Regions from separate parts of the Mus musculus genome. Here regions 2, 3 and 4 are each linked to region 1. Evidence: chromatin contacts called from public Hi-C and HiChIP or PLAC-seq data. All regions are on one chromosome and are shown on one strand. Each heading gives the region's core, a stretch centred on a gene start, on an enhancer-like site or on the middle of the called end of the contact. The rest is flanking DNA. Distances are from core to core; before and after follow the strand shown.

Region 1 (7,478 bases), core at 1,622-4,121:
AAGGTGATCTACCACTGAGCTGGTGACCCTCTCAGCTTTTCTATTGTTTTAAACATCTGTTCTTTTTATCATTGGAGAAGTGTGGTAGGGGTTGTGGGACCCAGGCATGTCTGCGTAGTGGACGCTTTAAGCAGTGTTTTCCTGTGTGAGGATCCAGGCCCCACTGGTACAGAAGCCATCTGTAGATTCTGTGACTTGTTAGTGCGCGAGTGAGCACTGGACTGCTCTTCTCAGGGTGATGTGATATTTACAATGTGTGGGATACCTGTAAGCATCCAGAGTTCTTATCTACTCTGGCCTTGGGTTTTTTTTTTTTTTTTTCCTTTTGAAGACTCCATTTAAAAAAAAAACAAAATATGTACATATATTTTTTCCCCAGAGCTGAGGACCGAACCCAGGGCCTTGCGCTTGCTAGGCAGGCGCTCTACCACTGAGCTAAATCCCCAACTCCAAACAAACAGCATATAAGTTATGTGCTTTATAGAATTGCTTGTGAGCATGAACTACTGTAATGTCTGAGGAATAGTCACAGAATACTGAGTACACTAAAAGCACCCAATAAATATTTCTCTTACTGTCCTTTTACCCAGAGGTCTGTTGGAACAGCAAACAAACATGTCCTGATTTCTGTGTGTGAGTTAATGTGTTGCTTTCACAGGGGACTTGCCCTTCAGGAGTCAGTCTGAAATGACTTGATTGACTCTTGTATGTTAAATATTCTTTGTGATTGCTCAATTAATCTTTTTTGTTGTTGTTGTTGTTTTGCTTTTTTGTTTTTTTGTTTTTGAGACGGGATTTCTCTGCATAGCCCTGGCTGTCCTGGAACTTACTCTGTAGACCAGGCTGGCCTCGAACTCAGAAATCCGCCTGCCTCTGCCTCCTGAGTGCTGGGATTAAAGGCGTGCGCCACCACGCCCGGCTCAATTAATCTTCATTAGAAACTTTTATACTACTTTGCATTCCTATGGGTTCATATTGAATCCTGAGGTCTTGAATTTAGAGAGTCTTGTGGTCCAAGTCACTGGTGTCAGTGGGATGCGTGTAGCCATGACTGAGTGCCCACAATTCAGACTTGACTGGAGACAGGTGAGTGTCGATGGGGACATTAGTGTTCACGGTTGAGGTTGGGTGTGCTTCCTGAGGAGGTCATATTTGATTTGTAAGCTGTTACAGAGTTGGGGTGGGCTGTTAGTCTGAACAGAGGGGACAGCCAGAGTAGTGGCCTGAAGGCAAGAAAATTCCCAGTGTGCTGTGTGCCCCAAGTGTCTGAGCTGAGGGCCTAGTGAGGGAAGGGGATAGCAGGCTTCCTTTCCCAGCCTGGCAGTGTGTCAGGAGTGCTCATTAACTTGAGTCTTGAAATGATTTGATAAATACAGCCTCTTTTTTTGAGAGTATGTGGGAAGAACCCATTAAAAACCGTAACATTTTGGCCTAAAATTCTTACCACTAGAAACCCTTTCTCTGGAAACACTCAAACAGTAAGATATGTGAAGGGCTGTGAACTCTATGGCATTGCTTGTAAAGGATTGGCTCGCGCATGCATTATAATAGTTGAAAGCTTACAGTGCCTCCTTCTTGTACCATATTCCACAGCCAGTTAGAACAGTGAGTTGAATCTGTGTCCTGATATGTAAACATGATGCAGTAAATGGAAGAGGTACTGTTGGGTGAGTCCATTCTTGGAACCAATTGATAACCCACTTGGGTGGGTATCTAGAACAATATGGATCACTTACCCATGGCTGCCTCTGGGTTGGGTGACATATGTGCCAGTTAGATTGTTTGAGAATAGCTGGATTATACCCGATGATATAATTATTTATAGTGTGATCTTTAAGTTTTGGTGTCTCGTTTGGGCAGCTTATTCTACCTTTTTCTGAGGATTAGAAAAGGCAAGAGTAATGGGAAGAGGCTGTTACCCCTGTGACCCGCTCAGAATAGTTTATAGCAAGCATGCATTTTTTTTTTTAATAAGGCGACTTGAGAATTATGGCTCTACTGTATTAGAGAGTGACTCGTTGCTGAGCCACCATTATGTGGTCATCTCTGATAGAGAAATTACCTTTTTTCCCTCCTGCGAGTTGAACATCTACTTTGTTCTACTTGAATAAGTTATCCATAGAATTATTGAAGATTTCCGTTGTCATCTAAGTCAGCAGACTTTGCCACTCACCCAATTTTGCAGAAACCTAGTGGGGGTTATTATGTTTCCTTCTCTCATTTAACGCCTTTGCTGTTGGATTGAAATTCTCCCTGAGAAAAACAACAGAGTCTTTGAAATACTGTGAAATTGTCATCTTCTCATCCTTAGGTTCCTCAAACATCAATTTAGACCCAATAGGAGTCTGAATTATTAAATGAGCTCCCTGCAAACCGTGGAGCTAGAGTGTGTTGCAGAGTTGGCTAGAGTCCTCTTTTCTTTGCTTCCCAGTAAAACCCCAGAGGAAATAAGCCTGGGAAGGAAATAGCTGCAATTCAAAAAAAAAAAAAAAAAAAAAGAAAGTCATAGGGCACTTTCGATGTGCTAGACTCTGTGGTCGGTGTCTTCACATCTGTAAGTGACTTCACATCTGTGGCGTTTCACAGTCTTAAATGAGATTGTGCTTTAGTGTCTTCTTTTATATGTGTGTGTGTGGAAACTGAGGCTCAGAACACTTAAGTACCTGACCAAGATGCTTGGGCTGCCAACCAGACTCTTTTCATCTGTAATGTATTCTTTGCTTTTGTTTGCAACCCAGTCTGATGTAGCCTGGGTTTAGCCTTGTGGCCGGTGACCTTGAACTCCTATTTGTTGAGTACTGTGGTATAGGCATGCACCACCCTGCCTGGCTTTGATTTGGGGTTTGAATAGTAACTCCGTTCAGAGAGAGCTTGTTAGCCTCAGCCTTATTGACATATTGACCTGGCGGATTTCTTGTTGGGACCTGTGGCTGGCACTGTAGCCACATCCCTGGCCTTTATCCACCAGATGCCAGTAACTCCTACCCCTTTCTCACAAAAAAAAAAAAAAAAAAAAAAAAAAAAAGTCTTTACGAAAGTCCCCTGGAGGGTAGAGCAGTCCTTGGTAGAGAATGCCTACACTGCACCAAATTCGAGGACTATCATTGGATCTGGGTAAGTCAAGGATGCAATGGGCTATCGAAGGAAGGGTTGCCTATGCTTAGTAGTGTGTCAACTTTCCCAGGTCAAATCAATCAATCTCCCCCCTCGCTCCCTCCCTCCCTCCCTCCCTCCCTCCCTCCCTCCCTCCCTCCCTCCCTCCCTCCTTCCCTCCCTTCTCTCTCTCTCTCTCTCTCTTTCTTTTCCAGGATTGTGTTTGTTTAAAACCTGAGGACCTGGAACACAGTAGCTGTAAATCTTACTAGTTAATGAGTAATGGCCCTGCCCAGAATGTTGAGAAGGTCAAAACATCTTTGGATCTTGCCAGTCCTCTTTTTCTCTCTTTCCGGATCATTTTGGGAAGCGCTTCAACCAGGAAGATTCATGTTAGTCATTCCATATGGTTCCATTCAGCTTTTTAAAAATGCTGCTTATGGTCCACAGGGCGTATAACTTAGTTGTGGCGTGTCTGCTTAACATTTGTGAGACCTTGTGCTCAACAACCACACTGCTGCCTAGAAGCACTTTGGTGGCTTGGGGCTCGATGCAGGCATGCCTTCGTCTTTAAAGGCTGTACATGCAATGCAGGCCGTATGGTTGGTTAATTTAATGATTCATCTTGGGAAACTGTGGAGGGCTCCAGTGTGTGCACACGTCTGGACATAGAAAAGTCTGCACTTTCTTTTCTCCTTTGCCCCCACCTCTGCTTTTCTCCAATAAGCTGACTGGTTCATTAGCACTTAGCTTTCTTTTATGTTTCAAGGTATGGTGGGGACTAGAAACTTCCAGTACTGTTTCTTTTCATATCTGTAAGAACATTCAAGAGTGAATGTTTGCTGCAGAAAGCATGCTGTGGAGTGGAACGTAGTGTGCTTTCTCCCTCCTCCCCATCCCAAGTTCTAAGATACCACTTGGTTGCTTGTCCAAGACAAAAGTCTTTATTGCCTGTCATTCTTTTGAACGTAAAAAGTATAACTTTCAGAAACAGGCTTTGTTTACCATCCAGTTAAAACAAAAGAAAACCAGATCTGACTGGGACAGTTTGGCGGCTGCAGGGAGGGTTAGAGCTGGAGCCAAGAAGATAGGGCATTGAGTCTTCTCCTTATAACAACTAATTTAGAATTTTTTTTCCTCCTCAGGTTTATATTTTAACTAGTCCTGGAGAAATGACAATTAATTTAGCTTGCACAAATATAGTCCTTGCTATGTAGCTGTTGTGGTATTAGTTGCCTAGAGAAGAATATTTTGGATGCTATCTTTTATTTTCCGTTTGCCTCATGGGGACATAACGGCCGTTGCCTAAATGGGCTCTCTCCACCAGCATCAGCATTTGCTCTGAATGACTCTCCTGCTGGAAGAGGAGGAGGATCAGCCCTCTCTTCCGATTCTCAGCTAGGGATCCCTGTCCACATTGATGCCACTCCAGTTCCCCAGGGATTCAGCAGACCGCTAGCCACTAAAATGTCATGGGTTGTACTTGATTTTCATGAAGGAGAAAGTTTTGAAGCCCTGGTGCTTTTTTAAGGATAGCAGGAGCACTGGGTAGGATCAGCCATCTATAAGATTACCTCCTGCATGTTATCACTGTGTATACCCAAGTTGGTGGTGTGTGGTATGCAAAGAAAGTTGAAAATGAAATAAAGCAAGGTTTCTACAACTTCCTCCACATCCCACAAACTGGAAATCCTGCAAAGGAAGTTACATTTTACAAAAAATGAGACCCTGGCGATTTTTAGGTAACTGCTTTACTAATGACATTGGAGTCTAGCCAGGCCAGAGAAAGCCTGTGTTCATTAGAAAGCTGCCAGGGGTCGATCACCCAGGAAGTGGTGATTTTCTTTTCAGCCGTTCTGATCACCCTGGTCAGAGGGTCTCAGCTTCTTTCATTCCACCTTTTCCTGTGTGCTGCAGGCTTTTGTTAGGCATCAGAGACTCATGCTGACCAGGAGTCTCAGGCTTTCTGAGCTCACAGGGTGCTAGGCAAGGGGAGCCCTTTGTGAACCGCCCAGATCACTGTGTATGGTTATAAGCCCTGGGATTCCTTTCAGCCTAGACTCAAGACGCCTCATCTTCTGGTCCATTGTGGAGTAAGAGTAGGGATAAAAAGCAATTTCATGCTCTTTGTATCCACACCAAAAATAAGTTTTTTTTTTTATAATAAATTTATTTTTGCCCCCTTCTCCCTTTTCTGGCTTAAAGAGTTAATGTGCTCTCGAGGGCAGGCTGAGAACCAATGCTGTATAAAGTTAGTTGATCTTTAAGGGCCACCTATTGTGTGTTAAATGTCACTCTTAGGGGTTAATCCTTTCAGTCCCCTTGTGATAGTTGCATGATTGTGCCCTATGATGTAAGCACAGTGCTTGGATTTGGGGTACTCCTTATTTTTATGAGTCTTAATGATCGTCACGTATCCTCTAACATCCTGTAGCAGTCACAAGGTGGACTCACCAGCTTTGTAGTGTTGGTGTTTTGGTTTAGCACCAGGCTACTTCTTGCTGATTTCTTTGAAAGGAAAAGAGACACGGTTTGCCTTGTAGGGTTGAAACCAGAGACACGCATACCCACGTTGTAGACCTAGGTCTAAGGGAAGACAAGAGAAATTGTTTTATGGATTGTCTGTGGGTCTGCATCTTCTTCAAGTAAAACCCTTCACCTTTTTGTTTTCTTCTTCTCTTCACTTGGTGTATCCTGCTTAAAGCCAGCAGGGACTTAGCAGAGTTGATAGCATCTTTCTGGATATGTAAAAGCCTCTAAGGTCTGGTGTCTGCTTCTCTCCCTAGTGTCATGCCACACTGTTCTAATGATGCTGCCACAGGCCATTGCAGTCACCTTTCCTCTCTTATGGCATGCCGTTCCTCCACATTCCTGGTTAACCCTGGCCGTTCTATAGGTCTATCTCAGTGACCACTATTTTTTTTTTTAAAGGAAGTCTTGCATGCTCCCCAGCACAGCTGTTGCTAAGCATTTATGGGCCATTCCCCTCATTGCTCGGCACCAAGCTGTGGTAAGGTTAAAGATGTTGCTAGTTTTCTTTCACTGTATCTGTAGCACTCACCAGGTTCAGGGCCCACATAGTGGGGGTCCTCACTTTGGGGACTTATAGAGGGAAGAGATGAAGACTTGAAGTCCCTGGTTTCCCTGATGCTGTGTGGCCCAACCTGGAAGTCTCCAGCTTGACTGCGTGAAGTCCCTGGGGATGCAGACTTATTTGAGAAGGTCCAGATGCCCTCACAGCTGTGTGGCACTGTGCTCAGAGTAGGGCGCATGGGTTGGAATCCCTGTAAGATCTAGAGAACAGCTATGTAGGTGTTCTGCCCCATCCTCATCCTGTATCCCCTCCCCCTGAAAGTATAGCAAGTGAAGTGGAATGGTCTGTCTACACCGTGTACACGGTGTTTCTTCCTGTCTGCAGTATCCTTCCTCATTTGCATGCAGCCTCTGCACAGTTCTACCCCAGTGTCCTGGATGAACCCTGACATGCTAACCACTACGGCACAGTGAGGCCTGACATGCTAACCACTACGGCACAGTGAGGCCTGACATGCTAACCACTACGGCACAGTGAGGCCAGCAGCTTAGGATGTAGTCCGGCAGTGAGCCTGGCGCTTGCATCATTTCCCCTTCCTGTGCAGTTGAATGCAGTGGGACTGTGTGGTGGCATGCTGTGTCAGAAGGGTTTGTCTGTAGATTATCAGGCGTCAGTTAAGTGGGGGTGGGGTGGGGTGGGGGGTGGATGTCCAGCTTTTCTGCTTCTTGGTGTTCTCATGGTCTTATTCATTGGCAACTTGACACTTGCCAGTTAATTAATAATACAGGAAAAGACACAGTGTGTCATTGGGGAGTTGGGAGCACCATGGCGACCTGGAGCTGGTGAGAGATAATGAGATGGAGCTGATGAAGTTAGTTCTGTTGGGTCAGGGCCAGAATGTACACCTCTCTGGAGCACTAGGGACTCCACATGTTTTCTGTGTGTATCTGCTTCCTAGCCTTTGTATGGTGATGCTCAGTAGAAAGTACGTGGAAGGTGTACTCTTTAAAGATAGGACTATGATCTGCTCCAGTTCCTGAATAATGACATGGGGGCTTATTTTTATTTATACTCCTTTCTGCCTTAGTTTAGGCTTGCTCCCCAACCAGCTCTTAATTTATATTAACCCATTTTTACTTTTTTTTTTTTTTTTTCTCCGAGACAGGGTTTCTCTGTATAGCCCTGGCTGTTCTGGAACTCACTCTGTAGACCAGGCTGGCCTCGAACTCAGAAATCCACCTGCCTCTGCCTCCCAAGTGCTGGGATTAAAGGCGTGTGCCACCATGCCTGGCTTTAACCCATTTTTACTATTCTGTGCTCTGCTACATGTCTGGCTACCTCTCCTCAGTTT
Region 2 (7,478 bases), core at 3,433-5,932, 190 kb after region 1:
TGAAAGTCAGAGGGTGAAGAATGTGAGGGAAAGGTATTAGGGGATGAGGGAGTGGGGAGAAGGGAGCAAAGAATCAACCAAAACTAAGTGTGGATAAAAATGCCACAAAGAGACTCTTACTTTACATACTAACTTGAAACAATTCGATTTTAAAAAGCATTAATTTTTTTTCAATGAAATTGAGATCACGGAATGTTTCTATTATTCATGGCTCTCTGGGATAAGAATAATAGTAGACATTATTGGTAATATTTCTTAGCTTCTATATGCCTGTGCTATATATTGTTTCATTAATTTTCATTGTCATCCCTGCAGCATTGATAATCCTTTCATCTTCATTATAAGTGGAAACTGAAGCTAAGGGGTAACAGACTCATGTCCTGGTTGACTGCAAAGACTGAATGACAAAAGGCAGACCTGGGTCTTTCTGTTCTGAGGGGCAGGCTTTAGTGTCTTGTAATTGCCGGAGGCAAGTTTATGTATCTTGTCACAGATCCTCCCTCCCATGTGTTAGGCACAGAGCACATGCTCAGTTCCTGTTAGTCTTGGTTCAATTTCTTAGCTGTCTCTTACTTTAAAAAAACAGCACTGTGATCTTTTTGTTCTATGTACTAGTTCATACACTGAGTGTACCATTTCTCTTGGTAAAGTGGAATGAATGGGTGTCAGGGTCAGCAGTGGGTTGCTCTGTGTACCCATAAACCGCGTGAACAACCGCTCTTTACACTTTGACTTTGTAGACCACATGGCGCATGGAGGTCCTGAGCACCTTCAAGTCCAAAGACTAAAACTTACGCTTAGAACAAGAATATTCAGTCTAAAGCTGGATGTGGCCGCGCACAGCTTTAATCTCAGCTCCTGGGAAATAGATTCAGAGCAGGGTGACTTCTGTGTTTGAGGCTAGCCTGGAATACATACTGAGATCCTGTCTTGAAACAAACAAATAAACACATATTCAAAATAAGACCTTTTCTGTAATAGTATATTCAATAAAGCACAAAAATAGTCTTTAAAAATTACCCGAGTTATTGCATAACAGGATTTTCAGGGGTTGTACTTTTAGTTGTTGGTTTTGTTTTGTATTGTTGTTTTGGTTTGGTATTGGAGACAGGATTTTTCTTCATAACCCTGGCTGTCCGGAAACTCACTTTGTAGATCAAGGAAGCCTTAGACTCACACAAATCTGCCTGCTTCTGCCTCATGAGAATTAGACGTGTGTACCACCATGCCAAGTAGTTGTTCTGGTTTCTATTGTACAACCTGGAGTCACTTGGAGAAGAGGAACCACTCTCTATTGAAGAAATGGTTTGTGGCTCTGCTGAAAGGAATTTTCTTAATTGATGATTGATGTAGGAGGGTCCAGCCTACTGTGGGTGGCACCATACCTATGTAGACAAGCAGGCTGAGTTTGACCCAGACACCACACCAGTAATCAGTGTGCCTCTGTGGGTTCTACTTCAGTTTCTGCTTGAGTTCCTGTCCTGACTTCCCCTCAATGATGGGCTGCTATCTGGAAATGTAAGCTAAATAAACCTTTTTTTTTTTTTTCTTTCCCCTCTTCAAGCTTCTTTTGGCCATATATAGTGTTTATCACAGCAACAGAAAAGGAAATGAGGGCAGGGTGGGATACAACTACAGGCATCTTAAAGCAGCAACAGTGCACTGTGGCAAACTTCTGGCTGGCCTGTGTGAGTGGTGTTAAAGGTGGTGACTGCCCACTTATACCACTTAACAGTGCTGGTAAAAGTGGAACTGTGATTTAGTCAGATTTATAGTTTAGATGTAGAATTTCTTAATGCTGAAATATTTTATCCCATATTGGAGCAAAACTGGATTACCACTTTATTAATTTTTTTATTAGCTAGAGACTCAGGCTATGAAAACAAATGCCCATGTTCCCCTTAATTATTGGGTTGGTTAGCATTACAGGAATCTGTAGTGAATAATTTCTACCCCAGAGCTATTTATCTTCTGGAATTTTCTATCATCCTGTGGATTCTTTTTCATATTTGCTCTTTGGAAGAAATTATTCTAATTTGTAGCTCATTTAGCAAGCTACAAATAATTCATATTAAAAAGGAAGTACAATGAGATATAACAATTCTAATCTTTGAATCTAATTATAAAGAAGTCGTTAAAATTAATGACTTAAGTATAATTAAGGCATAAGTATCCAAGACAAGGCAGTCATAGACCTGCAGAAAGCAAATTACAACGCTGTTGTATTTTTCTTCCGTGTTCATTTTGTTCTCAAGAAGACAGTCTTGTGAAGCAGTTTCAAAGGCAATTGTAACAAATTCCAATGGGCTCTGTAGCCAGTGGAGCTGTGCAAGCCAATGACTATCTTTAAACTGTCACCATGTGAAGACAGATCTGGTGCTAGGACATGCTGAGTTGATCTGTCAGTGACTCTACTCCTTTTGGTCATTCGTTCTTTGAAGATGTCTGCATTTGTTTTGACATGCCGTTCTTCATCATAGTAATTCATGGTCTGTGAGAATGTGGGGTTTTTTCCTTTAAAAAAAAGTTTGGTGTTTTATGGGGGGTAAACGATCCTTGCTGACATTTAAGGTAAACTATTCTGCAGTCAGTACTTTTTGAATATTTTATATATATGTATATATATATGTATGTATATATATATATATCATATTAATTCATTTATTCTTAAAGTAGAATTGCCTGTCAAGTAGTTTCCTCAATTAACTGATGAGGAACCCAGCTCCTGAAAACAAAACAAAACAAAACAAAACACCAAAGCAGATTGCTTTTGGAAACTTAGAGGCTGGTTCTGGGGTCAGAACCTTCGCTCAGCTCTGATAGACCTCAGGCCTCCCTCGCTCCTCATGACCTTGCTGGTCTTCTGAGAGTGCTCACATCCCTCTGTTGATTCCCTTAAGCTCTCATTCTGTGAAGTGCTTTTGGTTGCAGGCTAACTTGGGGATTGTCATCTCTTTGGGGGTTGCACTTAAGATGTCCTGCAGATCAGATATTTATATTGTGATTCAGAACAGCAGCGAGATTACAGTTAACGGAGTAGCAAAGTAAACAGCTTTATGTTGGGGTCACCACACATGAGGAACTGTATTGAAGGGTTGCAGTGTTAGGAAGGTTGAGAAGCACTCCTAGACTGTTTAGTCTTAGGGAACTGGGTCATTACTTCATCAGGTGCCTGGGAAAGTGTCTTGTGCCCTACAGAGTCTCACCGTGCATCTTCCTGCTTGTCTGTAGTCTATTAGCTTCCTGCCTGGAAGATTTTGTCCTTTTTCTCTCTCTTTTTCCTTTCCTCTGCTGGCTTCCTACATACTAGCTTGGGTCTTGGGAAGCTGTTGTCATGGCAGCTGCTGGCTTTCTTCCTAGATCCTGTGTTCCAGGGTGTGGGTGCTTCTTCTCTGTCTAGCATCATTGCCAGGGTCTGCAGTGAACTTGGGTCCTCCCTTGGGATCTTTGCTTACGTCTGCATTGAGTGGCTACTCATGTCCTGTGTCTGACCCTGTGACAGAAGCAAGGAGCTGTGCCGGACAGTTGTACCTGAATTCAGTTAGAAGAGACAGAAACTATTTATCCTATTGCCTCACACATTCAGAACCATGAAGTCACTGTTTTGACCAGGGAACATTGATCTTTACAGTAACAGAAGTGGGCTCAGTATGTTACTAAGTATGTCACATTTTAAAAAATAATATTAGCAGCATTGAATTAAGATCTTACATAGTGTAGAGTCATATAACAGATCTTAATTTCAAACTTATTATAGGCCCTCATGCCTTCAAATAAAGAAGTGTGAAATAATTGGATCACTGAGGAATGAAATGAAATACACAAAGGTTATTTTACATTAGACTTCTTTTCGGGGGTGGGCAGGGACAGATTCTCACGTAGCCCAAATTGGCCTCCAACTATATAGCCAGTAATGTCTGTGAGTTCCTGGTGGTCTCACCTCTACCTGCTTCCCCAGTAGGGAGGACGGGATGGGGGCTGCCTTTACCACTGACTTGCAGTGGCAGCTAAAAGGGCAGCAGTCAGTGAGTGTTAGTATTCTGCAGTGTCTAACTGAGCTTGCCTGATTATAGTAGGAGGGTGGTGAAACCCAGTTTTAATACAGAAGGCAGTCTTCTTTGGGTTGGAATGCACAGAGTTCTTAGAGAACATTTAATGGCCACGGTGGTCCTGTCCTTTGTCCATGTAGGGCTTGAGGACCCATGTACTACAAGATTAAAATACTTTTCCCGTGGGTATATTTTCTTCTACCTCACTTTCCCTGTAGCCTTAATAGATATAGGAACAATGGCCACGTCAGGGACCCACTCGATGGCAATAAATCTGCAAGTTGTGAAGTTCATGGGGTTACGCTCCTGTTATTCTTAAGAACAGGGTGTTGCTGTTACACAAGTTAGCTCCAGATCCCTAGACTCAAGCGGCCTTCTTCTTCCAGCCTCCAAAGTGGCTGAGGTGATATGCACTTGTTGTTGAGCCCTCCCCTAGGGTACATTTTAAGAAATGTACAGAGTGTATACAGGTACTTCTGGCAGGAGGAGTCTTCTCCTCTGCAGTGTCTATGCTCTGTTTGTGTGTGTGTGTGTGTGTGTGTGTGTGTGTGTGTGGAGTGCTATAGCAGGGTGAAGCTCAAGCCCTCCAGCCTATCCTGGGAAACCAGAGCTGTGAGTGCCCTTTGATCTCCAGCCTCACTCCTCGCACCTGCCAACGCTGTGAAAGTTCTGCTGATCGAAGATACTAGACTGTTGCTTATCTGGTTCTGCCCTGGATATTTTCAAACAGAACATGCATCACTGTCATTTGTGGGTGTGGTCTGATTCCTTTTTAATAAAAGCATTGAAACAACAGCCACACGTTTAACATGGAACAGACATTTCTTCCTATGTCCGGAAAGACTTTGCTGTTTCTTCAATCAGGGACACACAGGATTTATGCTTTACATTTTTCATCACACTTACTTATTTCTATGCGTGCTGTGTGTGTCGGGGTAGGGGGGAAGACACATTATGGCTTTGTGGGGAGTTAGGCTTCTAAAGGTGCCCATGGTTTGTCATTTCCAGCTGTCTACCAGTCCCCTCAGATATGCTTCAGATTCAGCCGATACTTTCAGGTCAGTATATTTTCAACCCTACCTATGCTGTTGCACTCTGACTAGCAAGTGCCTGGCTTATGTGAGTCCATTTTTATTTTTATTTTTTTTTTTAAAAAAAGGTTAAAGGAAAACTAGGTACATTGTGTCCCCCAAGAACTTGGAGAGTGGAGGCAGGAGGATCAGAAGTTCAGTGGTCCTTTGCTCCATGTGATTCTGAGTCCAGTCTCAGCTATATGAGACCCTATCACAACCCAAACCTGATCAGAAGACAAGCAGCCAAGTCCCTGTATTCACGAGTATATTGTGACTATATGCGTAAGTAATCATTTGTCCCTGTCTGCTCGTATTTCCTTTGCCATCATGGAAAAAAAAAGAGGCCCAGCTTTGAAGAACATTTTCCTGCTTCCTTTCTTAAATGATAAAGCAAATACTGAGCGCAAGTTTTGAGGGAAAAAAAAAGTTTGTTTTTTTTTTTCCCTTTCTAGCACCGCGTCTTTGTTAAAGCCTGTTGCCTTTAATCCTGAAATTCATCTATTAAAGTTTGTGAGAAGCTGTTTGCTGGCTTTAGGTTCCAAGGAGTTCTTAGCACTAAGTTTAGATAAGAAGAGGTTTGTCAGAATCCCAGTGGGCTTATAGTGAGGTGACACAGGAAAACGGGCTTTGTCCCCGGACTTTAAAAGGGAAATATTATTCGGTGTGTAAAGCACTTTTTATCCTTTTAAAAAATACTTCTCACATTTTCCAAAAGATAATGATTTCTTTAAAGTACTGCCACTGTAGTATTTTCTAAAGCAGAGATATTAAAAATTAAACTCAAGGCAGGTTCAACCCAGGGCTCCCGTGTGTGCTGCCTTCATGGGAAAGCATGGGCCTCCAGTTCTGTATTTCATCTTGGCCATTTATTTCATCGATGTGAATAAAGTCATTCTACCCCACAGCTGGCTGTTATTATGTGAGTCCTGCAGGAGTGATTAGTTTTCAGACAGCATTCTAACTTTCTGCTGTTTGATTTCAGTGCCCTCCCCCCTCCCTCCCTCCCTCCCTCCCTCCCTCCCTCCCTCCCTCCCTCCCTCTGTAATAGAGTGAGGCAGTGGGAGGTTATTACTGACCTGACTGATGAACGTGACCTGTGATTATTAGTTCTTGAATTTGATGTGTTGGGACCACGTCTTGAAACGATTTTCTCAGCAATTTGTTTAAAGAACGGTTAGGCAACTTGCCTGTTGATGTAGGTCAGAGATCCGATTGGCTTTTATTAGTGATTCACAGGTTGGCAAATAACTTCATCTCAGAATTTATAAAAGGCAGTGTGGGCATGGCTGAACAGTCAGGATTTATAAGGTAGCTTGAAGAGGAGTGGGGGAAATGGAGAAATGGAGAGAATGGGCGGGTAATATTAGGCTAATTACAGTCTCTGCTTGTGATAGACAAGGACAAAGCATTGAGCCTGCTAAAACTGCCTGGCCTAGGACTTAGCTATCATCTTTCTCATTTGACTTTTCATGAGATGAACAACTTAAATTTTAACTTGTCAACAGCAGACTTTGAAACGAGTGACTTAAAATTTGATTTGGCCTGCCTTTGGGGGCCTCACGCAGGAGCTCAGTCCAAAACAGTGGGTGGGGGCTTTTTGTTTGTTTGTTTTTTGTTTTTTTAGTTGTTGTTGAATTTCAATTTACCAGAGTTTCCTCTGTTGTCTTTTGCCTTTGGAGCGGTAGTGAATCTCACCCAGGTCTTCCTGCATGTTAGCCAAGTAATCTACCACTGAACCAACCTCAGAAGAGCACCACTGTAGAAGAGCTTTTTCCTTGGTGGGAAGAATAGGTGGATGGCTTTCAGCTTGCCCACCCATTGCTTGCTTGTAGAAAATGGATATTTTCTACAAAAATATTCTCCAACTTACGATCATGGCAATTTTGAAAAATAGTCTTAACAAAGTATTTATTTAAAAAACTTGAATGCTGGGGAGATGTCTCGGCATATCAAAGTGCTTGCAACCAAGCCTGATGTCCTGAGGTCTGTTCCTGGAACTGACATGGTAAAGATCAAATTGTTCTCTGACCTCTCACAATTAAAAAAAGGGGTGAAGACAAATTCAGAAAAAGATTATGTGTTTTTAGGGTGTGCAAAAATATAGGATTTGGGATCACACTTTGGGGACAAGCAGGAAGGTTGCTTGTATAAGTAGGTGATGACCAGTAATATGGAGAGGAAGATATGGTATGATCAGAGAGGTCATGTGGCCAAGCAGACATGGGTGCACAATGATTGTGTTCCCTGTGGTTCTATATGACACCTACAGAATCCAGGCACCCCTGGAAGAACAAAGAGGCAGAATAGAAACTCAGAGAGGATGCTGTTACCTCGTTGCCACCAGGATTTTCTTTAT
Region 3 (7,478 bases), core at 1,455-3,954, 160 kb after region 1:
ATGACCTTACGCTCTCTCTGACTCCACCTCTGGGACTTCCGGCCCAGATTTTGCTTATGTGATACTAGGAAGAGAAACCAGGGTTGTACTTATATTAGGCAGACATTTTACCAGTTAAGCTACATATGCCCAGCCCTGAATCTATTTTTAAAGATAATGGAACTAAGAACTCTTTCTACAGCCTGTTTCACTTGTGTGTATAGTTCCTTATGGTCCCTTCACCATGCATGCAATTTGAAATGCCTGCAGTTTGGAATTAACCTTGCCTCTTCACGCATCGGGCCCCCTCTTTTCTCCATCCACACAGCCACATGTGCTGATTTACCCTATGGACCAGGGGCACAATTGCAGTGCTTTGTTTTAGTACTCATGAAGGGGCTGTTGGCCCTGAGGAGTTGGGAAGGAAGCCAGATGTGCTATGCAAACAAGTCCTGCTATTTGCCCATCTGTGGCTCTGGCTCGCATATTCAGCTCTTCTCTAAGATCCCACAAGAGCTTAAGGAAAAGGCAGAGAAAGGGTTCCCAAAATTATGTGAACATTCAGATTTCCACAGACAGTTGGTACATATAACTTTTAATCCTCTTTTAATTAACATTTTTAGTTTTTAAATTTACCTAGAGAGAATTGATGTAATGATCAGTAACATCATTGATTGCTATGTGTTCACATTATATTAAAAAAGTTTATATGTGAGCATAACTAAAATTCTAGAAAGTAGATTTTAAAATGTTTCCCCTTTTACCAGTGAGATAAAGAAAGCTGAAGTTATTCACTCCAGGCCTCAGCTTCTGTTAAAAGATAAGATTTAGATTGGGCCTCTGAACTTGTAGAGCCAGTCTGCTGTGTCTCTGTGGTGACTCTTGGGAGGGAGCCTGCCAAGGATGGCCTGTCACCCAGAATGCATACTTCCTGAGACATCCCTAGTACCCAGGCAGTGCTGGTGCATAGTGTAGACTCTGAGTATCCACTGGTGAAGAAGAAGGGTTGCTTTGGGAAGAGTTTTGCTCCTCTTCCTGCATTCTTATAACTATGGCTGTTATGTGCTCAGTGCTGCAGGAGAAGCTACCTGCACGGCTTCTCAGGAACGTTCTTCATTCTGTGCCATCTCTGCTCTACAAAGCGCTCCAACTGTCCTTCAAAACTCAAGTCTAGAGCCTCAGAGATTTCTCCTGGTAAAAGCTGAAACTCCTTGATAGGATGTAGGAGCTCTTCAGTGATGACGCCCGATGCTTCTCTGGGCTCATCGGACCGACTTTCTGTAACCCTTGAGCTAGCTAAACATAGGGATCCTTCCACACGCAGGGTTCAGCCCCTGCTAGGCTCTTGATGCATGGCATTTCTTGGTCCAGGATAGGTCTCCTCTTTACCCTCGATTTACTATGTCTGAAAGCTGTTGCTTCCTCCCTCATCCAAGCTGGTTGCCCTTTCTGCGTGTTATGGCTGCACTCTGTAATAAGTCTCTTCTTATTACAGTTGCTATGTCTTAGATTGTCCTAAATCCAGATGTTCCATCACTTAGGGAACTTATGCTTACTATTAAAGCCTAATACAGTGCACCTAATACAGTGCTTGGCAAATCGAGCCTTGCTGAATACTAATTGAATGTAATGTGGAACTGAGATGGACATGTGAACTAGCTGTAGAAGAGTACTGTGAAGACTCCGTAGAAAAGGAATATGCCCTTTTATTAACTAATGTTTTGTGGCCTAGCACAGTTTTTGAAAGATACAGGAGTAATAAAGATGATTATGTGTTTAAAAAGATTTGAGTGTCTTTTTTATTCTACTTTTAAAATGGAAATGGAGACCCGAGGGTGTACTGTTTAGCGGTATAATGCATATTTATAATGTGTGAGTTTCTGAGTTCAATTCCCATAACTAAAATTCTAGAAAGTGCCAAATCAAGGAAAACCAAAGTGGAGAGACCGTCCTAATTTGATTTAGTTATTTTTCAACCGAAGTTGGAATGTTCTGTGTCTTGCCTCTCTCTGCATAAGTAGAAGGTAGTAATTAGGCACTGCTGTGTTCTCCTGCATTAGAACCGACTGTCTCAAGCTATTATCATAGTCCAAATTTATTTTATGATTTGCTTTTCTTTTTCACTAGACCGTTGTGTCTTGTTCTCTTACATCTGTTATGTCATTAGCAAGCCAACCTTATTGTCATAAAAATAGTCCTTCCCAGGGCCAGAGCAGCACTCTTTAGTCTGGTGTCACTGAGCAGAATATGAATGCCCCAAAGGGCGTATCTGCTAAGCACCCAGTGTCCGAGCACTTCCCACCAATTTCCATGGTCCTAGTTCACCTTTCCTCTTTCTTTACAGGATTCAGTGGGTGACCTGACTTTTATTTTTTTAAGTGAACTTGTCATTTGGATAAGCCAGAAACATGATTTGTTTGTTTGTGTGTTTCTGTTTATTTTTGTGGTGCTAGAGATGAGTCTCCCTCTCTAGAATCATGAGGCAAATCCAAAATGTCTAGCAAGCTTCCTGCCCTAGCAGCTAGGTCCACTTTGAACAATGTGTGCTGGTGAGGCTCGTGCTTTCCCTCTGAGCTGTAGCCCAGTCCTGTTTCTCTTTGTTTGCAGAAGGGGTGGGTGGGGAAGGGACAGGAGACAGGGGCGTCGAGGATTGAGCCCAGGGCTTCACACATGTTCACCAAGACCACAGTAAGAATGTGATGTTCGCCGCCAGAGTTTAATTTAGCAGACTAAGCTTTTGTTTTTCTTTTAGATTGGTGCCCTGCCAAGGCTTGAGTCTTACACCAGTCATTCCTTCTCTGTGGAAGATAAAACTCAAGATTCCTTGTGGATATCTGAAACCATGGTGCATTAGTCAGGGTCCTCTAGAGGAACAGAACTGATAGAATTAATATGTATATGGGGTTTGTATATGGAATTTATTAGAGTGTCTTACAGGCTCTGTTCCAGCTAGTCCAACGATGGGTGTCTACCAATGCAAACCCCAAGTATGTGGTAGTTATTCAGTCCATGAAGCTGGGTGTCTCAGCTGGTCTTCAGTACATGCCGGACTCCCAGAGAAGTAGACTCTAATGTCGGTGAAAGAATAAACTTGCTTATGTAATAGCTAGGGCAAGCAGGCAAAGAACAAGTGCTTCCTTCTTGCTTGCCCTTTCTATAGGCTGCCACCAGAAGACGTGGCCCAAATTTAAGGTGGTCCTTCCCACCTCCAAAGATTGAAAGAGGGTCTTCCAATTTCAAATGATTTAATTAAGGAAAGTCCCAGCTACTTGGGTTTTTGTTAATTCCAGCTGTTGTCATGTTGACCCCCCACCCCCACCCTGCCAAGAATAGCCATCAGACATGGGTGTTTCTGCTTTCTACCTATATATACTATTTTGACAGTAATAACCTGAAGTGATTATAATGAGGTACTACATGAGAGGGGTATGGATGTGGCCTGTACGGAGTCATGTTTAGGCTTTTCCGTGTCATGATGCTCAGTGAACCAGTGCCTCTGTGTTGAGCTAGGTTGGGATGACCAACGCAGCATTGCCATGCTGTCTTAGGCGCTTACTCAGTACTTACTCAGAGAGTACAAGAGACAGGCAGTCTGATGACTTAGCTACGGAGTGAGTCATGCACAGGTAGTGTGTACAGCCCGGATACACTGGGCAAGGGGTGATTTTCATATTTGTGTGATGGATAGAAATGGCAGGAGCCTTTACCACCTTACCCAGAATATTCATTGACAAACTTACTAATCAACAATTTGCCCTGCGGTTGTTCATGGTTATGTGAAACCATAGAAGGTAAAACTATCAATAAGGGTTGTATATTTGGGACAGGCAGCTGTATGATATTTGTAATAGCTAAAGACTGATGATCCATTTTTTTTGTAAAGTCCATTCAGAATATAAGAAGTCATTTAAGCTATAGGAAAAAATCCCCATGTATAATTAGATAAGTGTAATATACTGCTCAACATCCATAAATGTAATTAAATTTTGACATAGAACATGCCAAAATCTGACTTGCCAAATTCAGTTCATCTTTTTCTAAAAAGCATATTTTATGGTAGGCTTTAGGAAAGTGTGCACATGTGTGAAATTAGTCAAGTGACATATATTATTGTAGCTCCCATTAAGGGATGTGTAATAACCTGGCATGCAGGAATGCTATTTACATAAGAATTCTTGCTGAAATAAAAGTGAGAAGTACTGCTAATTTTTCTAAGTTATAACTTATGTCTAAACCATCTGTTCCTTGCATATATTAAGTATTTTATATATTCCTATTCCTTATAATTTAGCTATTATCCCATTAGCTATACTATTAAATATAGTGGCTAAATGTGTTGTCATTGACTTATTCATTGATCCATTTAATATGTGTTTAAAACATTGGAGTTGATGATAGCTATCTGAAGATGAAGTATAATAATTTTGGGCCCATTAAGACACCACTTGGCCTATACCACACATTTAATTTAATTTCACCTCTTTTGTATTAATCATATAATATTGATGGTGGCCATGCCCCGTAATCGATGCGTGAATTATGAAGAGCATATTAGGAATGATCTTGGGCTATGGAGATGACAGTTGGTTAGAACTTTTGCTGTGCAAGCATGAGGACCCAGACTGCTAGGCAAGGCTGCGTGTGCCTGTAATCTCAACATTGCAGGGTAGAGGGAAAACCTAGCAAGCCGCCAGCCTAGCCAAAATCATGAGATTCCAGTGTTGTGAAAGACCCTGTCTCCTGATAATAAGGTGGGGAGCAGTAGAAGACCCCCAGTGTCCTGCTTTAGCATCATCCCTCCCCCCCACCCTGTCTCCCTCTGTTTCCCTTGTCTTCTCGCCTCTCCCCACTCTTCCTTCTCCTGAAGTGTTATGCTGTTCGAGCTCATTTGATTGACCACATTTGATATTCTTTCAGTAGTGTTCATTACTTTCCCCTCGTAGTCATTCAGAGTATCTGAATTGTGAGCAAGGCACCACTTTGGACAGTCAGTCCTGCCAGGTCATTGGTACGTAGAACGAACACCTCTGGTTTGCCTCTGTTTTACAGTGGCAATCCCACTTAGCAAAATTTCAAGTTGGTAGAGCTCCCATATATCTAGATATCTGGAGCTGTGCTGTTCAATACAGTATTTACTCTCCCTGCATGGTTATCTAATTTTTATTTGAGATGAAATAAATTTTGAATGTCCTTTCTTGCTTCCACTAGCCATTGGAGCTTCGGGCAACCACACTGGATTGAACTCATTGCAGAACCTCCCTGTCCTGGAGGGAAAACTTTTCGATACTGCTGTTAGAGAGTTCCACAGTCTCTTGGTAGCTTAACTTCCTTTATTGAGTTGAAGTATGACCCCAGGTTCTGCCAGATGCCCTCCCCCACATCCCCACACACCCTGCTTCATGTATTCTATACATCTTCATTTCTAAGCTTGATTGTACATTAACATTAAATGGGGGAATGTTTTTACCATTCAGGTTAATTCACCATTGAAGAAAAGAGGAAATAGTTTTCCTTCCCATCATTGTGATGAAATACCCCAAAAGCAACTTAAGGGAAAAGACATTTATTTGAACTCAGTTCAGAGTTACAGTGTGGGACTGGGGTTCTGGGGAGATGGGTGGTGATGGAGAGTCACTAGCAGTAGGATCTCGGTGCGGTGGGTAGTCATATTATATCTTCAGTCAGAAGAACAGTAAGGACTCTACACATGCTAGTACATAGCGAGCTTTTCCAATCTCTATGTAGGATTCCAGGCCTAGGCAATGTTTCTGCCTGAAATGAATCTTCCCATTTCAGTGGATTTAACCAAGTTACTATACCACAGGCGTGCTCAGGGTCCCACCTCCCAGGGAGTTGTAGATTTGTTAAGTTGACTGTTAACAATAATCACCACAGCATCAGAATTTACAAAAGATTTTTACTCGGTGTTCTTGCCGGCTGCCAACACTCATAATCACTGTTATATATGATAAAATTTTATTTTCCTTTGCTTACTTATTATACGTTTGAGATTGAGCCCAGGGCCCCGAGTGTGCTAAGCATATACCCTCTATTGAGTCCTACTTTTTAATTTTTTTTTTTAACCCATAGATCAGTGGCTTCAGAACTTGATCTTCTTCCTTTTCTCTTTCTTTGTCTTGGTGCCATTGAAAGTTGTCTGGCAAGTTTTCAAAGCATGATAGAGTTATCTCAACACTCCTCCCACCCCCACCCCCACCGTTGCAGAACTTCTGACAATATAGCACCCATCTTTAAACACGTAAAGACTAAGGTAAGCACATAAAACATGCACACATGTAATAAAATACATTCGGTAGTATAATTTTATCATAATTATTAAATATATAATAATAAAATAATATGATATACATTTTCAGAATATAATGTTATGTCACTCTTGCTAGCATAAGAGGACATGATAGATTTTTATGGGAATTTCTTTCCCATTTAAGGAACTAAAATATTTTCCTTCAAATAGGTAATGACAGAGCAAAGTGCATCCCCTGGGTACTTGGCTTTGCGTCTGCTTTGTCTGCAGAAGTTGTTTACTTTGCCCTTTTGGTTCATACTTTGGAATTGTGCGATCAGGGTGGATTTAAGAGGCACCATGTCTGGAGAAGCCACCAGGGCAGGTGATATCTTCGTGCTTCAGTGCTATCAATAGTCAGTTCTTGGCCCCAGCCTAGATTAGGACAAGCACCCTTTCTCAAACTCTGGCGTCTAGAATCACCTGAGTTTCTGAGGAGGGAAACTCCTTCCCAGTTGTCTGAGCTCCTGGGACTTTCTGGAGCTTAAGAGGAAACAAGGTAGAAGCAGCGCATGCTGCCGCGCCCTGGTGTCCTGTAGGAGAGACTGTAATTGTAAGAGGTTAGGGTAGAAACGGAGACACGCTTTCCAGGTGGAGGGCTTACAGCTTTCCCAAATCTAAACTAAAGTGCAGTTTTATGAGCATTATCTGTCCTTTTCCTTCTGTAGACACTGGTATTTTCTTTCAAAAGGTATGTTTTCCTGAGTCACCTATTAAAATGCCAAGACTCTTAGCAACCGGTTATATAAACAAACCGTTTTATGTCTGTGTTTTTAAATGATCAAATCAAATTACTGTAGAGCCAGAACATGAATTATCATAATTTCTCGGAGACATGAAAACACAGCAGCTGTAATCTGCTTCATGCAAGGCTTCTTTTGTAACACTTTATTCCAGCTGCAGCAGGATCTTATTTTTTGTTTGTTGGTATGATTTGGTGAGAGTTCAGAACTACAGATTTGAAGACAAGTGATACATCACCTACCATGCCCCAACCCCAAATAGCTGTTGGTGACCTTGTAAAAGACATAGATGCTTGGAGGTCTGAGCTGATAACCTTTGAAACTGCTACATAAGAAGTGGGGTAAATACAGTAAATATTAAATCCTAAATCTTAGTATATGTTGGAAGTGCATCTCTTATAGATTATTATATACCAGTTACAGAGAAATGGAGTTATGGAGTTTCATAT
Region 4 (7,478 bases), core at 2,557-5,056, 130 kb before region 1:
TCCTTCAGTGTGTCTAGGTGACACTAGGTGTCACTTTTTTTTTTCAGGTTAATTTTTTTTATTAGGTATTTATTTCATTTACATTTCCAATGCTACCCCAAAAGTCCCCCACCCGCTCCCCCACCCACCCACTCCCACTTCTTGGTCCTGGCATTCCCCTGTACTGAGGCAGATAAAGTTTGCAAGACCAATGGGCCTCTCTTTCCACTGATGGCCAACTAGGCCATCTTCTGATACATATGCAGCTAGAGACACGAGCTCCAGGGGGTACTGGTTAGTTCATATTGTTGTTCCACCTACAGGGTTGCAGACCCCTTTAGCTCCTTGGGTACTTTCTCTAGCTCCTCCATTGGGGGCCCTGTGATCCATCCAATAGCTGACTGTGAGCATCCACTTCTGTGTTTGCTAGGCCCCAGCATACTCTGACAAGAGACAGCTACATCTGGGTCCTTTCAGCAAAATCTTGCTAGTGTATGCAATGGTGTCAGCGTTCAGAGGCTGATTATGGGATGGATTCCCGGATATGGCAGTCTCTAGATGGTCCATCCTTTCGTCTCAGCTCCAAACTGTGTCTCTGTAATTCCTTCCATGGGTGTTTTGTTCCCAATTCTAAGAAGGGGCAAAGTGTTCACACTTTGGTCGTCGTTCTTCTTGAGTTTCATGTGTTTAGCAAATTGTATCTTATATCTTGGGTATTCTAAGTTTCTAGGTTAATATCCACTTATCAGTGAGTACATTTTTTTCAGGTGCTTAGGTGTCACTTTTCATGGTTAAAAATAGTACCTGAAGTAACTCTGTCTCATCAAGACATCTTGAGAGTACCTCCCCAGCAGACAATCCCTGCAGAACCATTGCCACTGCTGATATTGTCAGAGAGTAACTATTCCTTGTCAACAGTCACTTTCCATCTTATCTATTCTGTCTTCAACTTCTGGCTTTTAGGGGTCAGTTTTGGATTTTCAGGGAAGCCCTTTAACGTTTTGCCACCATCCCCAGATAGTTTGGATCTTAGCCTTGGTATAGGAGCCTTTCTCTGTGACAAATCAACTTAATAATGTTCTCTTTGCCATTTTATCCACCCCAGTTCCTTGAGTAGACTTAGCAAACACAGCAAAGGAATTCCATTCCGAGGACGTTTCCTTCTATTCACAAAGGCATCCACTTCCTTGTTCGGTAATTAATGGCACCCTGGGAGCAGAGGGAACGCGGCAGAACAGGGACAGTAATAGTTGTCCCTGGCCATGTAATAGAGTGTGAGAGGTTATCTATCTCAACAGGATATCTGTGTTTAAATGGCAAGAGATAAAGAGACCAGGCCCAGTTGCTCTGCTCTGTGGTCTAACTGGAAGGAAATCCACAGAAATGGACTTTCAAAGAGCAAAAGCTACGCCTCAAAGCAAATGGTGACGTTTAATGTTTGAGCTCTTCTTTCTTTCCAGGGGTGGGTGAGTGGCAAGGATGTGAACATCACAATACAAAATTTCTATCCATAGAGCCCCTCATCTATACTTTCAGTACTTGAGAGTCTGAGGCAGGAGGATAGCAAGGTTGAGGCCATCCCAGACTATATAGTGAGACTCTGTCTTTAAAAATAAAACAGAGTGGCTAGAGAGATGGCTCCGTGGTTAAGAGTACTGGCTGTTCCTTCAGAAGGCCCTGGGTTTAAATCCCACTACCTACTTGGTGGTCATAACACCTTCGTAACTCCAGTTCCAGGGAACCTAACACTCTCTCCACTAGTACTAAGTACACTCATGAGGTGCAGACATACATTCAGCCAAAATGTTCATACACGTAAAATAAAATAAATAAGTCTGAAAAGTTAAGAAAACAAAAGAAAAAGGGGGAGACCCCAATACGTTGATTCTAATTAAATTCCTGTGGTATGTAATATTTTACACGGCCCCTTATCATCTGTATGCAATATGTATTTGCATGACCATCTTACAGAACAAGGATAGCCAGGTTCTAAAAGCCCCACATACAATCAGTTGGCTGATTGATGAGCACAACTCTCCATTGAGCATGTCTGTCCACATTCATCTCGTGGCCTTGCTTCTTCCCTGTCTTTTTGTTGAATGCGGTACTGGGGATGGAAGCCAGGACCTCACAACTGCTGGGTCTGTGCTAGGCAAGTGTTCATTGTTAAACTATAGCCCTAGCCCTTTTCAAATTATACTTTTAGACAAGACTTCCCTCTGTAGTTCATGGTGGCTTGCGGCCCTGTGGTCCTCCCACCTCCTGCCTCCCAAGTGCTGGGATTATAGGAATATCCCACCACGTCTGGTTACCTGGCATCTTTTCATTGTGAACCTGCCTGCCATGTTGACCCTTTGACTTCATATTTATTTAAAACTGTACTCATAAATAAAGCTCTCTAAATAAATAGATAAATGCAGAGCTTCTGGAGAGCATGCATCCTCTTCTTAGATTATTATGAGGTTGCTGGAGCTCTGATTGTGTCCACGGGTGTGGGGAATGGTCAGTTCTCAGCCCCATGCAATATTCCTTCTTATTTTTATCTTGAGCCTTTCGCTCATGCCAGAGGGAGAGGGAGAGGGAGAGGGGGAGGGGGAGGGAGGAGGGGAGAGGGGGAGGGGGGAGGGAGAGAGGGGAAGAGGGAGAGAGACAGAGAGAGAGAGAGAGACAGAGAGAGAGAGAGACTCAGTTGGAACTTAAGCCTTGCACATGACAGGCAAGTGTTCTACCACCACACTGTATCTCCAGACTGTACTCTTTTAAACTTTGACTTACAAGTTCATTATGATGATAATCCAAACGTTGTAGAGAAATGCAAAATAAGAAAGCAAAAAAATTTTACATTTTTACTATTTAGTACTTAGATGCAGTGTCTTCTGGAGGTGTTTGTTTAGTTTTGGATTGGGGCTGTGCTGGGGATAGAGCCCAGCGCTATACACTTTCCAGACGGATCACACTCCAGCCTCACATTTCAGATTTCCTGAGTCATTTTTAAAAACCAGAATCATTTGGAACTCAATGCTATTTCTTCCTTTTGACTCAGAATATATCAGTATCACAGATAGGCCCTGGAAGCCACCGTCCTGAGTCAACAGCTAGCACTCCCTTTTATACCTCTACAGTCACAGACTCCTCTACTCATTAACAGAACTTCCCCCAAACCGTTCCTCTATTACAAATTGTCTACATCCGGGTTGCTGAGACGGTTCAGTGGGTAAAGGAGTCCTCTGCCAAGCTTGGCACCTTGAATTAGTCTAACATGTGGGTCGAAGAGAACAAGTTCCTGAAAGCTGTCCTCTGACCTCCACAACTCACAGGAGTATGTGCATGAATAAATAAATGTAATAAGAACATTTAAATGTCCATAGCTGCCTGATTTCCCTGGGGCAGAAAAGAACATTCTCACCCACCTTGGCAACCAAGGAACTAAGAAAAGCACTAATAATTCTTCTGTTTTTGTTTTGTTTGAAGGGCCCCTTGCTTATATAAAAAAGTTTGTGTGGGGCCTGGTGCTTTGCTTTCCATGCTTCACCAATATGAACACACACTCACACACACACACACACACACACACACACACATACCACTCTGAAAGAGAATACTAACTATTTAGCATATCCCCCAATGCTCATTTCACATCGCTATCAAAGAGCAACTTCAACTCCTGCTTTGTTTGTGAGGGAGGAAGAGAGGGAGAAAAGGAAGAAGAGAGGGTGGGAGGGGAGGAGGGAGGGAGGAGGAGGAGGGCTTCATAAGGCATGCAGAGAGTGTTAGCTATCTTCTGGTTTGTAGAAGTAGGTGGGCGTGGCTCTGCTGCTCTCTTTTCCCAGATTAAATTATAACCAAGAGTAGATCAGTAAAGGTGTGCCTGACCTTGGCAAGGCTGCCTCTCTAATCAGAAGAAGCCAGCTCCAAGGTCAACTCTCCCTAACTCCACATAAAACAGGGAACCTGGATAACCTTTTAACTCCTCCCCACCCTGATCACTCTGCATACCACTCATAGCTGTTGGGAGTATTTGGAAAGTAGGTGTGTAGAGGGGGAAGTGTTTGCTGCCTTCTCAGCTGTGTCTACACTACAGGGGCAACCTACGTATACCATGCTTCTTACTCATTTCATGATCAATGTCACTGGTCCTCAAGCAAGGACCAGCAACTATATCCCCCACCCCCCCAAAAAAAAACTTTTGTGTGCAAGTAAGGAACCCATCAAACCAAACAGAACAAGACAGAAATTAATAGTGCCTTTCTTGTGGCTCCTTTTGTCAGGAAAACCCACAAGGTGACAGAGAATTGTTGGGTGTAGCTTTCCAGGAAAGTACACCGAGGTAAAGGGTTCTCTGGAACACAAAATTTCCCTTTTGCCTTTTCTCTCACCTGCCTGGAACACAGAAGCTGTTAGTGTTGGGGCAACGAACTTGGGACAACATGAAGGAGAAGCAGACATGGTCCTTGATAGCCCCTCAGGGCCACCATATGAGCAGGGGATTGTTTGTGTCTAGACTTCTAATTACTCGAGAAAACTGAAGCCGGCACTTGGTTAATGCCATTGCCACTGGTGCTTCTGGTGCCTCCTGCCAAAGTCGTTCCTTGTTGACATATCCCAGCGTCCCTTGCACTTTGAACAGAGCCTGGCACACGATAAGATATTCAGTACTGGGCAAGCAGCTCCGTGATTAGAGCACTTTTACTGCACAAGCGTGAGTTCTTGAGTTGAATCCCCAAAACTCACGTGGGGGGTGGGGGAAGAGGCAGTTGTGGGGGCCCACACTTATAGTCCCAGCAGAGACTGGTTCTTGAGGCTCTCTGGCCAGCTAGGCTCTCCTACTTAGCAAATTCTAGGCAAGTGAGAGATGCTGTCTCAAAAAAAGACAAAGAAATAAAAATAGGTTGACGGTGCCTGAAGAGTAAGCAAGACTGTCCTGGAGCTTCATGCATGTGTGCCCACGTGGACATGTATACAAACATGCATGTGCACCAGCACACACATGAAGATGTACACAACAGAGATATTCAGGGTGGGGTTTTTTAAAGGGAGGGGCATACATCCAAAGCCATTCACAATCAAGACCTAACATAAAATAACAGGAATATCAAACTTGAAGGAACCAATAGTTATAGTCTTCATCCATAGGGATTACAACTCATACATAGGAGTGAAATAGCTATTTTTTTAAATCATCTTTAATTTATGTATTCATTCATTCTATACTGCATGCATTGTTGCAATCTACCAGACTAAAGAGCAACCGCTTTGTGGAGTCTCTAGTGGAGGAAGAAAGACAACATACAGGAGATAAGTTCCTATGTTAGGAGCCATGGGGAACTATTACTAGAAGAAATAGGAAAGGGAGAGTGTCTGGGCAGAGGGAGCAGCCTGTTCCTGGCCTGCGGCAGACATTTCCCAGGTCCTGTGCACATCTATGTATTACACTTTATTATTTTAATCTCAGCCCAACATGAAAGCAACATCAGTACCCTCCTTGCCTCAGGGTTCATTCTGAGCACGGGAGCCTGCTCTGTCACTAGCCATACATAGCCACTAGCAGGACTGAGAACAAACACAGACCAGGAACTGGCAACATTTGACATAGAAGTTCCCCAAGCCCCTGCCATTTGGGCAAGCGAACACTATTATCCCGTTATGTGCATGGTTGGCGCTGGATCTGATTTTGTCAGAGAAATTAGACCAGTTGCCCATAGTGGTTGCTGGCTTGATAACACACCCTCTCTCTAGAGGAGTGTTTCTCTTTTCTGGCTCCCTTTTCGATTTCCTAAGGGCAGTTTCCAAACAAGTGATTTATACTCAAATCCTGGTCCCCAAGTCTATAGGCAGGAGACACAAACGAAGACAGAGTCAAGTTGGCCAAATAAGAAAGCTGTCCTGTGCCTGAGGGAAAGAGGGAGTAATAAGAAAGGGAGCCAGACAGTGGCATAAGGATGCCTAGATCCTGGACGTTTGTCCAAGTAAGACAGGAAGCCTTGGAGGGTTTGGGGCAGAGCAGGAACATGTTCGACTTATGTTTTGAACCTTAGTCTAATTGTGTTGATAACAGACCACAGGGGTAATCTCAGGAGCAGGCAAGCTCACAAGGAAACTCTTCATCGTTACAGCTAATGCTGGCAACAGATGGCCAGCGCATAGGCCAGGGAGGTGGCCTATAACTATCACAGCTTCAGGAGGGCTGAGGAGATGGCTCAGTGGGTAAAGTGCTTGCTGCACAAGCATGGATATCTGAGTTCAGAGCACCAGAGGCCATGTGAAAGCTGAGCACAGCAGCACACATCTGTAACTCTAGTGTTGGAGGGCAGGCAATGAACCCTGGGGGCTCAATGGCCAGACAGGTTAGCCAAAACAGTGAGCTCCAGGCTCAGTGAGAGACCCTGCCTCAAAAAAAAAAAAAAAAAAAAAAAAAGGTAGAGAATGACAGAGGGAGACAACTGACATCAGTTTCTCACCTCTTTATGCATTTGCAAACCAAGAACACACACACCACACACACACACACACACACACACTACATGCACGCATTGGCAAACCCATCTCCTTGTCTCTCTTCATCTCATTTGAGTTCATCATCCAACACAGCAGGCCCACATCATTGGATCTCTTTGCCCTGAGAAGTCAGTATTCAGTAAGTGACACATACCAGAGCTTGAGTCCTGGATTCCTCGAGTATCTCTGATCTGCCTTGTTTAAAGTGTCTGGCTCTCCATGGCCAAAAATACCATACCCACCATCTGAGGCCACTGTGCAGACTAAATTAAATGAGACAGTGTTTTCAGGCTGCTGAGCTCAATGTTTATCCTATGAAATTACAACATGAATATTATTTTAAAGATCACATTTCATCAGCTCTAAGCCAACATTGCTTTTAAATGGGTTATTGTTTACCCACCTCCAAGGAAGAATACAAATAGTGCCAGTTAAACTATGACACAAGGCCTCTGTGGTGGTCCTGCAGGGTGCACAAGAGATCTATCACCTTCTCACTGATCTGAAATACCTTTCATCTCATCCAAACAACTGGACCATTTATCAACTGCATGTGTGATATGAGATGGGAAATGATTTTGCCTGTATCCAAGAAACAGCATGAAAGAAAGTGTGACCGGAAGCTTCATCTGTCTTTGGATATCTTTCTGTAAAACATTCAGAGGAGTCAAAGGCATCCCTCCTTTCACCAATACCTGTTTCAGGAACTGCTTCTGGGCGCTGCTACTTTGTTTCTCACCACAAACTCTGAGGGTGTAATGATTTCTCACTCTGTAGCTGCATCACTGTATCCTCTCTTGAGTAGATGTCCTGATTGCTGCATGTCTGAGTTAGGGTTTCTATTCCTAGACAAAACATCATGGCCAAGAAGGAAATTGGGGAGGAAAGGGTTTATTCAACTTACACTTCCATACTGCTGTTCATCACCAAGGAAGTCAGGACTGGAAACTCAAGCAGGTCAGAAAGCAGGAGCTGATGCAGAAGCCATGGAGGGATGTTCTTTA

Evidence for each region. Hi-C and Micro-C count contacts between places; a contact is called where the count stands out from the background. HiChIP or PLAC-seq counts read pairs in DNA pulled down with a chosen protein or histone mark.
Region 2: a Hi-C map of liver shows a contact between it and region 1, with 1.8 times the contacts expected there. The contact joins two enhancer-like sites. A contact is called at or near these places in 1 of 484 Hi-C or Micro-C datasets (liver), 2 of 115 datasets of contacts at active chromatin or transcription factors (embryonic stem cells and microglia) and 1 of 9 other capture datasets (embryonic stem cells).
Region 3: an HNF4G HiChIP or PLAC-seq map of pancreatic cancer cells shows a contact between it and region 1. The contact joins two enhancer-like sites. A contact is called at or near these places in 3 of 484 Hi-C or Micro-C datasets (Sertoli cells, liver and nephron progenitors) and 2 of 115 datasets of contacts at active chromatin or transcription factors (embryonic stem cells and pancreatic cancer cells).
Region 4: a Hi-C map of liver shows a contact between it and region 1, with 7 times the contacts expected there. The contact joins two enhancer-like sites. A contact is called at or near these places in 2 of 484 Hi-C or Micro-C datasets (cortical neurons and liver) and 2 of 115 datasets of contacts at active chromatin or transcription factors (pancreatic cancer cells and stem cell-derived neural progenitor cells).

The regions. Positions count from the first base shown.
Region 1 is chr6:94,253,319-94,260,796 of GRCm38.p6, reverse strand. All of the region lies in intron 1 of Magi1 (membrane associated guanylate kinase, WW and PDZ domain containing 1), which reads left to right. Among named protein-coding and RNA genes, the nearest start is that of 4930511A08Rik, 20 kb to the right of the region's middle. Within about 2 kb of position 2,871, at least 23 of the 459 cell types and tissues checked have an H3K27ac peak or open chromatin away from gene starts, as enhancers often do. A contact at or near this core is called in liver and pancreatic cancer cells, where this site is marked.
Region 2 is chr6:94,066,780-94,074,257 of GRCm38.p6, reverse strand. All of the region lies in intron 1 of Magi1 (membrane associated guanylate kinase, WW and PDZ domain containing 1), which reads left to right. Among named protein-coding and RNA genes, the nearest start is that of Gm52867, 160 kb to the left of the region's middle. Within about 2 kb of position 4,682, at least 23 of the 459 cell types and tissues checked have an H3K27ac peak or open chromatin away from gene starts, as enhancers often do. A contact at or near this core is called in liver, where this site is marked.
Region 3 is chr6:94,096,662-94,104,139 of GRCm38.p6, reverse strand. All of the region lies in intron 1 of Magi1 (membrane associated guanylate kinase, WW and PDZ domain containing 1), which reads left to right. Among named protein-coding and RNA genes, the nearest start is that of Gm52867, 130 kb to the left of the region's middle. Within about 2 kb of position 2,704, at least 23 of the 459 cell types and tissues checked have an H3K27ac peak or open chromatin away from gene starts, as enhancers often do. A contact at or near this core is called in pancreatic cancer cells, where this site is marked.
Region 4 is chr6:94,387,024-94,394,501 of GRCm38.p6, reverse strand. No RefSeq gene overlaps it. Among named protein-coding and RNA genes, the nearest start is that of Gm31661, 110 kb to the right of the region's middle. Within about 2 kb of position 3,806, at least 50 of the 459 cell types and tissues checked have an H3K27ac peak or open chromatin away from gene starts, as enhancers often do. A contact at or near this core is called in liver and pancreatic cancer cells, where this site is marked.